Linked DNA regions of Zea mays: all the other regions are linked to region 3. Evidence: chromatin contacts called from public Hi-C data. All regions are on one chromosome and are shown on one strand. Each heading gives the region's core, a stretch centred on a gene start, on an enhancer-like site or on the middle of the called end of the contact. The rest is flanking DNA. Distances are from core to core; before and after follow the strand shown. Region 1 holds the start of LOC100273385. Region 2 has its middle 26 kb from the start of LOC103641899. Region 3 holds the start of LOC100279100.

What was found. A called contact is a pair of places that touch in the nucleus more often than the background predicts.
Region 1: a contact with region 3 is called in a Hi-C map of bundle sheath, with 3 times the contacts expected there. The contact joins the promoter of LOC100273385 here to the promoter of LOC100279100 in region 3. A contact is called at or near these places in 5 of 25 Hi-C or Micro-C datasets (bundle sheath, ear and leaf).
Region 2: a Hi-C map of leaf shows a contact between it and region 3, with 5 times the contacts expected there. The contact joins the enhancer-like site here to the promoter of LOC100279100 in region 3. A contact is called at or near these places in 10 of 25 Hi-C or Micro-C datasets (bundle sheath, ear, endosperm and 3 more).

What each region holds. Positions count from the first base shown.
Region 1 is chr10:136,417,069-136,420,049 of Zm-B73-REFERENCE-NAM-5.0, forward strand. It overlaps LOC100273385, which reads right to left and starts at 1,456. Exons shown (of 8, transcript NM_001348941.1): 1 at 1,333-1,456; 2 at 352-798; 3 at 82-254. The coding sequence starts at 730.
Region 2 is chr10:136,498,406-136,501,196 of Zm-B73-REFERENCE-NAM-5.0, forward strand. No RefSeq gene overlaps it. Among protein-coding and RNA genes, the nearest start is that of LOC103641899, 26 kb to the left of the region's middle. Within about 2 kb of position 1,321, at least 19 of the 20 cell types and tissues checked have an H3K27ac peak or open chromatin away from gene starts, as enhancers often do. A contact at or near this core is called in bundle sheath, ear, endosperm and 2 more, where this site is marked.
Region 3 is chr10:136,636,807-136,639,543 of Zm-B73-REFERENCE-NAM-5.0, forward strand. It overlaps LOC100279100, which reads left to right and starts at 1,310. Exons shown (of 1, transcript NM_001152145.2): 1 at 1,310-2,242. The coding sequence starts at 1,349. The coding sequence ends at 1,969. LOC103641904 (cationic amino acid transporter 6, chloroplastic) reads right to left here. Exons shown (of 5, transcript XM_008665213.4): 5 at 2,680-2,737.

The sequences.
Region 1 (2,981 bases), core at 206-2,705, 220 kb before region 3:
GGTTCAAACAGTGAGTAAACGCTCGAAAAGGTCGGGCATGGAAAGATCAGAGAGAAGAGAGGACCGCGGGAGGGACAGGACCTTTCTGAGTGGAAGCAAGGTGAGGAGCCCCACGAAGCTGACGGCGAGGAGGAATCCGGTCATCCAGCCGATGGCAGGCTCCCTGTAGCTCCCCGGCACGTTGCCCGGCGTGCTCACCCCGGAGAGCTCGTACGTCTTCTTGTCCAGGCCCAGCAGGAACGACCCGAACCCACCTGCGGATTGGCAAGATGGTCAATAGCGACGGCGGGCGGACTCGTGACTGGGACAGGGCTCGTCGATTGGCAAGCAAGGCGTGACGGACTGGCTTACCGCCGAACCCTATGGTGTAGCAGGCGACGACGCAGGTCTGCACGACGGTGTTCTCCTGGCGGGTGAAGGGGCGGCATGCAATGCCTAGGCGGCCGAGGGCGCGCGTCCATCCGCGGAGCGCCAGGAAGGCGAGCAGCGCGGCGGAGACGTTCATGGTGGGGGTGAGCCCCGTGGTGAGGCTCAGCTTCATGACGATCACCGTGTAGACGAAGCCGATGAGCAGCGCCGCCACCATCCCGCGCGCGGTGACCTGCTCGCGCCACGGCGGCACGCGCTCCGGCTCCGGCACCGCCGCCGCGGGCTCCGACTCCACGTCCGGCGCCGCCGTCTTCTCGATCTCGTGCGCGCCCGCGGCCGGCTCGGGCCGGAGCTGGTCCATGGCGCCGGCGCCTCGGCCCCGGGGGACTAGGAGCTCGAGCTCCGAGACGGCGGCGGCGGCGGCTGCTGCTGCAGTATGGAGGCGTAGATGTGAGTTCATTTGTTTGTTCACACAAAAAAAAAAGAACCAGACCATGCCACTACGCCATCCATGTGCTCGTGCATTGGACTTGGACAGATGCAGAGGCGCGTGAGTTGTCGGATGGATCTCGGATTATTAAAAATCCATAACCTTTGGCCTTCTTTCTTCTCTTGGATATATTTTTTATTCAGTTTTGCAATGGAAACCGAAATTTCCCAAATGGGGATCCTCAAACGCTAACGTATATGTCACCAGAATCCGATTGGCGGAAAATATCCAATCCTGAATTGAAAACCACGCAAACGATGCCATAAATCACTCCAGCAGGACAGGAACAGGAACACAGGTGTGGGAAACAGAAGGAAAAAAAAAACAGAACGGACTATGACGATAACAGACACGGAAACGCAGAACTGACGCACAGGACAGCCAGAACCGAGCCAAAAAGGATCGAATTTCTCGACGCGGGCTGGAGAGCGGAGACCACGCATGGCACGCAGAGGCCGATCTGGATCCCTCACCTGGCTGGCTTGCCGGAACAGCAGCGCCTGGTGGACTGGACGAGCACGAGCGCTGGTCACCGCTGGCACACGAGCCGCGAGAGCGTGGAATGGCACGCACGCCGGTCACCCCTGGCACTGGAAGGCAGGGAGGGAGTATATGCAGCGGCGGCAGCCGCTCAAACCAGGCGGTGCTGTCTGTACTGCCTGCGCTTCGTAGCCAGGTCCGGGCCGCGCGCGCGTGTGGACGCGTGGGCGTGCAGTACAAAAGGCGAGCGAGGCTCCGCCCTGCAGTACAACGGGACGGGGTGCGGGCAGCGGACGCGCGCCGGTGCGCGAGTGTGAGAAAGGATGGCAGTGGCAGGTGAGGTTGAGGTGGGTGCGGGCCGGTCGTCAGATATGCGTGCGCGATCTTTTTAGGGTACCAGCCGGGGGCGGGCCGGGACGTGGACGGATGCACGCCTCGCTGCCTCCCTCTGACTTTGACTTTTGGGTCTTTGTAATTTGGTTTGGCGTGCGACGGCAACAACTGGGACTAATAACAGTGCAGTGGCTTGGAGTTTTTCTATCTCGATTGGGGTTCGCCGTTCACATGTTGACGGCCTTGGCTCGGCGTTGGCGATGACATGGTTTCGGTGTTGATCTTTTGTGCCGTCGTAGTCGTGTACGGTCACGCTAGCATCCCAGTAGCTCCAAAAACGAGTTATGAAAGTAATGTATTTTATATTTTAGTAAAAAGAAAGAAACAATTTCTCAATCAGGGTTGATTTGGTGACAAAGGGATCCCGGGAGGATCGGAGGGGATTGAGAGGAAATTTCCCGGATCGGAGGGGATTGAGGGGGAAATTAGTTCATTTCCCCCTCAATCCTCTTGAGGGTTGATTTGGTGACCCGAGATCCCGGGAGGATCGGAGGGGATTGAGGGGAAATTTCCCGGATCGGAGGGGATTGAGGGGGAAATTAGTTCATTTCCCCCTCAATCCCCTCCGATCCTCCCGGGATCCCGGGTCACCAAATCAACCCTCAAGAGATAATCTCATAGATCACTTCAGGCTATCACGTAGGTATAATCATACGATAAACTATTGCTAAAAGTTAATATCATTCGTGATGTCACGAAGGCGGTGTCACATTACTTACGCCGACGCTAATGATAGCGGAAGTTTATGCATAAGCATATGTTTGGTTCCAGAATAATGTGAGGAATAATGTGAGGCTTGAACCCGTCCTAATTTTATGATATGAGATTTGAACCTGTTTCCTATTTGATTTGAGAGAGAGTCGTTCCAGTTTCTTGTTTGGTTAGAGGGGTTGAGTGGGATAGAGCAATGTCATCGTATAACAACACCATGGTACCTTAGATATCCAAGGAGATTGATAGGTAAGGGATAGAGCGAGGGATATAGCCTCGAGACATGTTGATCTCGGGTAGTGCTACGGCCACCGACACATGAAAAAATTATAGAGTTTCGAGCCGTTGAATGTGTAACACTCTATATCGTCTTTTGTGTATGATGGATTGATGAATGCAGAGGAGAAGAACATTACATGCTCATATATTCCCTTAGCCTCATAGACGACTAGCCCTCCCTTTTTTTTGTTCTGTGAGAGTTATATGATTTCTGGTATCTAGTTCACCTTGGTCTTATGGAACACTATGTTCTTCTAGA
Region 2 (2,791 bases), core at 71-2,570, 140 kb before region 3:
ACTAGTGCACGGGAGAAGGTCAAGGAGGCTAAGGTACTCAAAGCCAGAGGTGAAGAATGTAACACCTCAAAATCTATTTTAGGTAATCTGATAAAACTCTCCGATAAATTTAAATTAAAATGCCTTTCAATTAGAACTTTGTTCCCTTTGGAATTACATCTACTAAACCAAATATGATTCCTAATAAATAAAAGTATCCCTATATGATTTTAGTTATTCCTTTATTGGAAAATATACTTATAAGTACTCTTCAAAAGGATTTAATTTAAAATCATACCCGGACAAAGACAATACCTTAGAAATTATTTTCTAAAAATAACTATTTATGTGTAAAGTGCATATCTAGAAGCATGTATTTCAATAGGGAAATGAATAAATGAATTAATAAAAAAGATATGTATATGGGCATCCATGTTGGATTTTGATTGTGTAGTAAATTTGAAAATGAAAATCCAAAACTCACATTTTAAATTTGGAGCCAAATTGGGACTTAGAAAATGAAACAAAAAAGAGAGAAAGAACACTCGTGGGTCGATTTCCCCGTCCTGGCCCACTCCCCCTCCTACTCTCTTGGCCCAGCGTCCCCTCATCCTGGCCCATTTGTGCGCAGGTGCCTGCGGCCTATCGGGTGGGGCTCGCTGGGCAGCCTCTGCACTACACGGAGGCAGTGGCAGGTAGGGCCCGAAGCTAGCTCCCTCTCGCGCGGTATCTGACGTTGGTGTCTGGAGTGTGGGCCTGGCATGTCAGTGTGTATCCCTTCTTCCTTATCTCTTTCGAGCTCTGCACAATATCGTATCAACGTCGCATCGCAACAACCTCCACCGAATCCTCGGGGATTCTGCTGACCTGCTACCGACTTCTTTGGCGCGGACTCGCCCCTTCCCCCATAAAGCATGGCATCGCGCCGTCGCGACCCGCCGAGCACCAGAGACGTCTGCCATCGGTCGGCCGCCAGGACCTCACGACCGCCATGCGCGCCCATGCTGGGAGCCTGGCGCCCTAGCCCTTCTACCTCCGTGCCCCTATCTGCCGCTCGTGGCTCGCCCGACCACCGTCATTGCCCTTCGCCGGTGCCTCCCAGTACTCGGGTGCCGGCCGCGCCCACACCGCCACGCGTGACACACCCACACGGGACTCGGGCAGCGACACCACTGAGGCGGCCAACTTGGAGCTATGGAAGTCTGCATCATTGTGAATCCGCGACCGTAGGGCATGGGGGAGAACCGGAGAAAACTGTGATTGCTCACCGACGTCAAATCCGTCGTGAGGTCACTGGAAACCGTAGACCTTGGACTGTGCCATCTTAGATGGGGGGTGTTGGCTCAGTCGAGTAATCTAGACCGTCGCTCTTTGATCCTATGGCCTCAATTGTGTACCGGATGAGATCTTTTCTAGACCGTTTGACTGTTATCCAACGGGTATGATTGAAGGATACCCCTTCGCGGCCGAACATTTGCATACAATTCCCTGTCGTTTTGTTTAATAAACCCGATGTCCACTAATATTCTAAGATCATTACATAATGGTCCTAAAATTTGTAAAAACAACCTTGAGCTCTTATAAAATAGTAGCCAAAGTCCACCAGGCCAAAAAAATGGTAAAATGAATATATAAAATGATTTTAGCATAAAAATAATTCAATGATCTTAGAAAATTCATAACTAAGTTATTTGTAAGATATCACATGCTCTTATAATTAGATACTCATTGAACCTAAGAATAGTAGATTAATCTTGCTAACCAAAGTTAATCTTACCATAATTGAAAACAAACTAAGATATAAATCTATAATCAAGTTATAACTTAGATTAAAAGGTTGAATTAGTGGTATATTGGTAATATATTGTCTCACAAGATTTATATTAATCAAAATATCAAAATAACATAGTTTTATTGTTTAATCACCTAGAACTTCAGTAAATCATATCTTCTTAACAGTAACTCCGATTTTAGTGATTCTCGAACCCATGATCTCATAGCAACGCGTAGAATATTCTTACGCTGTTTGTTCTCGTGCTTGGTGTGCTGTTATTTTTATGTACTTCTTGTCTATTTGTATGTATTGATACGAGTAGCAGCGAGGTTACGAGAATCTGAAGACTAACTTGGTACCTGGGATCTCAAGTCTAAGGCAAGCTGTGCCCTTGGACACTTTTCTTTACCCAATAATATTTATGTTAATCACTGTGACATGCTCAAGTTAATTTGATGGGACCTAATAGGTTTCCCTAGCATTGTTTATCCCACACCTTGCAAACAAAAGAACTATTGGATAGCTTTGCTATTGCTCTACCTGATTTTGGGAAATTAATATTATATTATGATCATGTTCCAGTTATACTGTTGTTTTAATTATTGTTCATGACAAGATCATTACGTTAATTGGAACATGGAGCGACCACCCGGGAAAACAGTGCTACCATAAGGATGGTATGGGACGCCCTTGGCTGACTAACTAGGAAAGCTAGTGGAAGACTACCTTACCCGAAAGGGGCAAGGGCGATAAGGAGTTGTGTATAGGGAGGTTCTCGGGTCGATCATGCTGAGATGGCTTTCCGGACGAGGGATTCCTATATTGCCCTTCTCAGAAACCGTAGCGGGTTTTCGGAAGCTAGTGGAACTTTGTAAAGGCCTTATAGTGGTACCCTGCCTCGTCTCCTCAGCAGAGATGAATGAGAAGTCACGATCCCTTGGCGAATAGGTAACATGACTTGTGCGTAAATGAAAGTGCATTCATCCCTTTTGTGAGTTTTGGTGATTTGGATAACAACACATTTAAAGGTCTAACAAG
Region 3 (2,737 bases), core at 60-2,559:
CCTTAGGAGGTGCTTTAAAAACACTGTTTTTATATCTCCTCATGAAGTTGTATGAATATTACCCACCATGCCACTGGTTACGCAACATACAACTTTCGTTCTCTCTGACAACAACCCACTAATCATCAAGGGTAATCAAGGAAACCCACACAAATCAATTGTACTATAGAAGTTGGAGTCCATATACAAACCAAACGCTCCTGGAACTCACCTTAACAATTTGCTAGAGCTGTTTTATAATGAAACTGGAAAACCAAAGTTGAAGTTTTTAAAGCAAAGCTCTCTCAAACACCCCCTTAATATGTAAAATTATGATGAATATTGGGTAATTTTATAGATAATCAGTTTGTTTTTTAACGTTTCATAATAAATATATGACAATTAATAATTTAGATTACTCATAATAATAAATAATATCTATATATTTATATTTATATACTAATAATTCACTAGATAATGCAATTATATATATCAGGGTGTGGCTCGCGAGCCACCTTCGAGCCGAGCCTGTCTCCCCAGCTCGTGAAATGGACGAGCCGAGCTCGGTCAGCTACCGAGCTGCACTGAGCCGAGCTTAGCTCGGCTCGTTTCCAGCCCTAGTTGACATGCCCATATTCTATTATCCGCAGTTCTGCACTGATTCGTTCCACGCTGCCGGCTACCGTGTCCCGGCCGGCGGCCGCAGCATGCGACTACATTTACACCCTGACCGGCACGTCACACCACATCGCCGTTGTACTGTGGCCGCGTCGGCGACGGCGTCGCTTGGTTACACATGGACACGGCCCCTCCGCGCACGCCTTGCCGCGCCCCCGCGAGTCGCCTTGCCGCCGCCGCACGCTAGCCCAAAGCGTCCAGGTCGCACGAGCCGCATGCCGCCGTGCGCGGCCAATCGCAGACGTGACGACCACCGTTCACCCACCGTCCCCGCTAGGCCGCTACAGAGGCCAAATTCCATTTCGGCCCCCGAAACCAAAACATTATTACCAAGAAGAGGACGCAAGCGACTATTGAAGTCCAGTGTCCACGGCCCACGGGGGCGGCCCACCCGTGATCCGACGGCCGTCGCCCCCGCTCCCGACGCATCGTAGCCGCCCAGCAGCCGAGAAGGAGGACGGAAGGCCACCGCGCAATTTTACGAGTCGTCGCACGCCCCGCGCCCCGCGCGCGGGGTGTCGGGCAAGGTGCCCCCACGCGCGGCGGTTGGCGCCGCCGTCGTCCACCGCCGCCCGCGTGCGCCCACCGCCACCTGTTACCGCCTAAGGGGAACGCCTCCGTTATAACCCACGGCACCATCCATGCCGTCCTCCACCACCGCTTCACCATCCCCGCCAGGCCCACCACCACCATGGCCTCTCCTTCCCCCGCCCGCGCCTCCGGCCGGCGCGTGCCGCCCCCGTGCTGGACGACCGACGAGACCCTCGCGCTCGCGCGGGCCTACACCGCGCGCCGCCTCGCCGTCGGCCGTGAGCACCTGACCTCCGCTGACTGGGCCGCCGTCGCCGCGGCCGCTCCGTCCAAGACGGCCAGGCAGTGCCGCCACAAGGTCGAGAAGCTCCGCCGACGCCTCCGGTCCAACCGCCGCCGCCCGTGCCCGCTCCTCGACGCCATCGACCTCCTCGACGTCCCTTCCCCGCCCTTCTTCTCCAAGTCCCAGTCCCGATCCACGTCCCGGTCCTCGTCGCCGCCGCCGCCGGCGGCGGCGATCTCTTCGCCGTCTCCCCCTTCCCCTCCCGCATCCCCGCCCAGAAAGAGGCGGCGGGACGATGCCGGGGACGAGGACGGTGTGAGCGATGTGGTGGGGGCTCTGAGGGCCATCGGAGAGGGTTTCCTGCGAGCGGAGGAGAGGAGGATGGAGGCCGCCCGGGAGACGCAGAGGATGCGGATGGAGATGGCGCTTCGGCACCTTGATGCACAGAGGAGGCTCATGGACGCGCTTGTCGGCCGCATCGTCGACGCCTTGGACTGAAGTGGTGTCACAAAGATGTCTCATCGAGGTTTCTTGCTTGTCCTCGTTGCATGCTAGCTTGCGAGTTTAGGAGTTTCTTAGCGCTGTTTATGTGTAGTAGCTGTGATGGATCTGTGATGTAGTTGAAGCGGACAAGCCTTAGTGATTTCCCACCCTTGTATTTGCTTAAAAGGGGAGTTTCTTATGAAGAAGAGGTTGCACGTCTGTTGCCTATGCCTACTTGCTTCTTTGCTCTCATGTATCATGCTATTTAATTTGTTTGATTTTGTGTTCTGATGAAAGTGACATATATATACTACTGATAACCATGCTAGAAGATTAGCATCGGGTTTTGGTAACAATTATGTTTTGGGGCTTTGGACTTCTAATTTCTTGAAAAGAAAGAAAACAATTGTCACTGCTGCATTACAGACTTGCATCATAAAAAAAACTTTGCTACCTTTGCCCAGCAAACATGAGGGGTATGTGACAAGTTATATTCATCATCTAAAAAGTTTAATCTCCTGAAACATGAGAAAGAAAGAAAATATACCTCTGGTCAGTAGCGGACAAATTAATTTACACGCACAAACATTGTGTAGAGATGAGAAGGATTCAAAGCAGAAACACAATGACAAGGAATGGTTATTCTTATTTGCTATCCCTTTTTTATACCGTGCAATGTAGAACATGTCTTTCAAGAATAACATCATTATATGAAGAAGAGCATGTAGAATCCAACTTATTCAAATTTCTCCCAATAGTTTTACATACAAGAGGTGAGTGTAA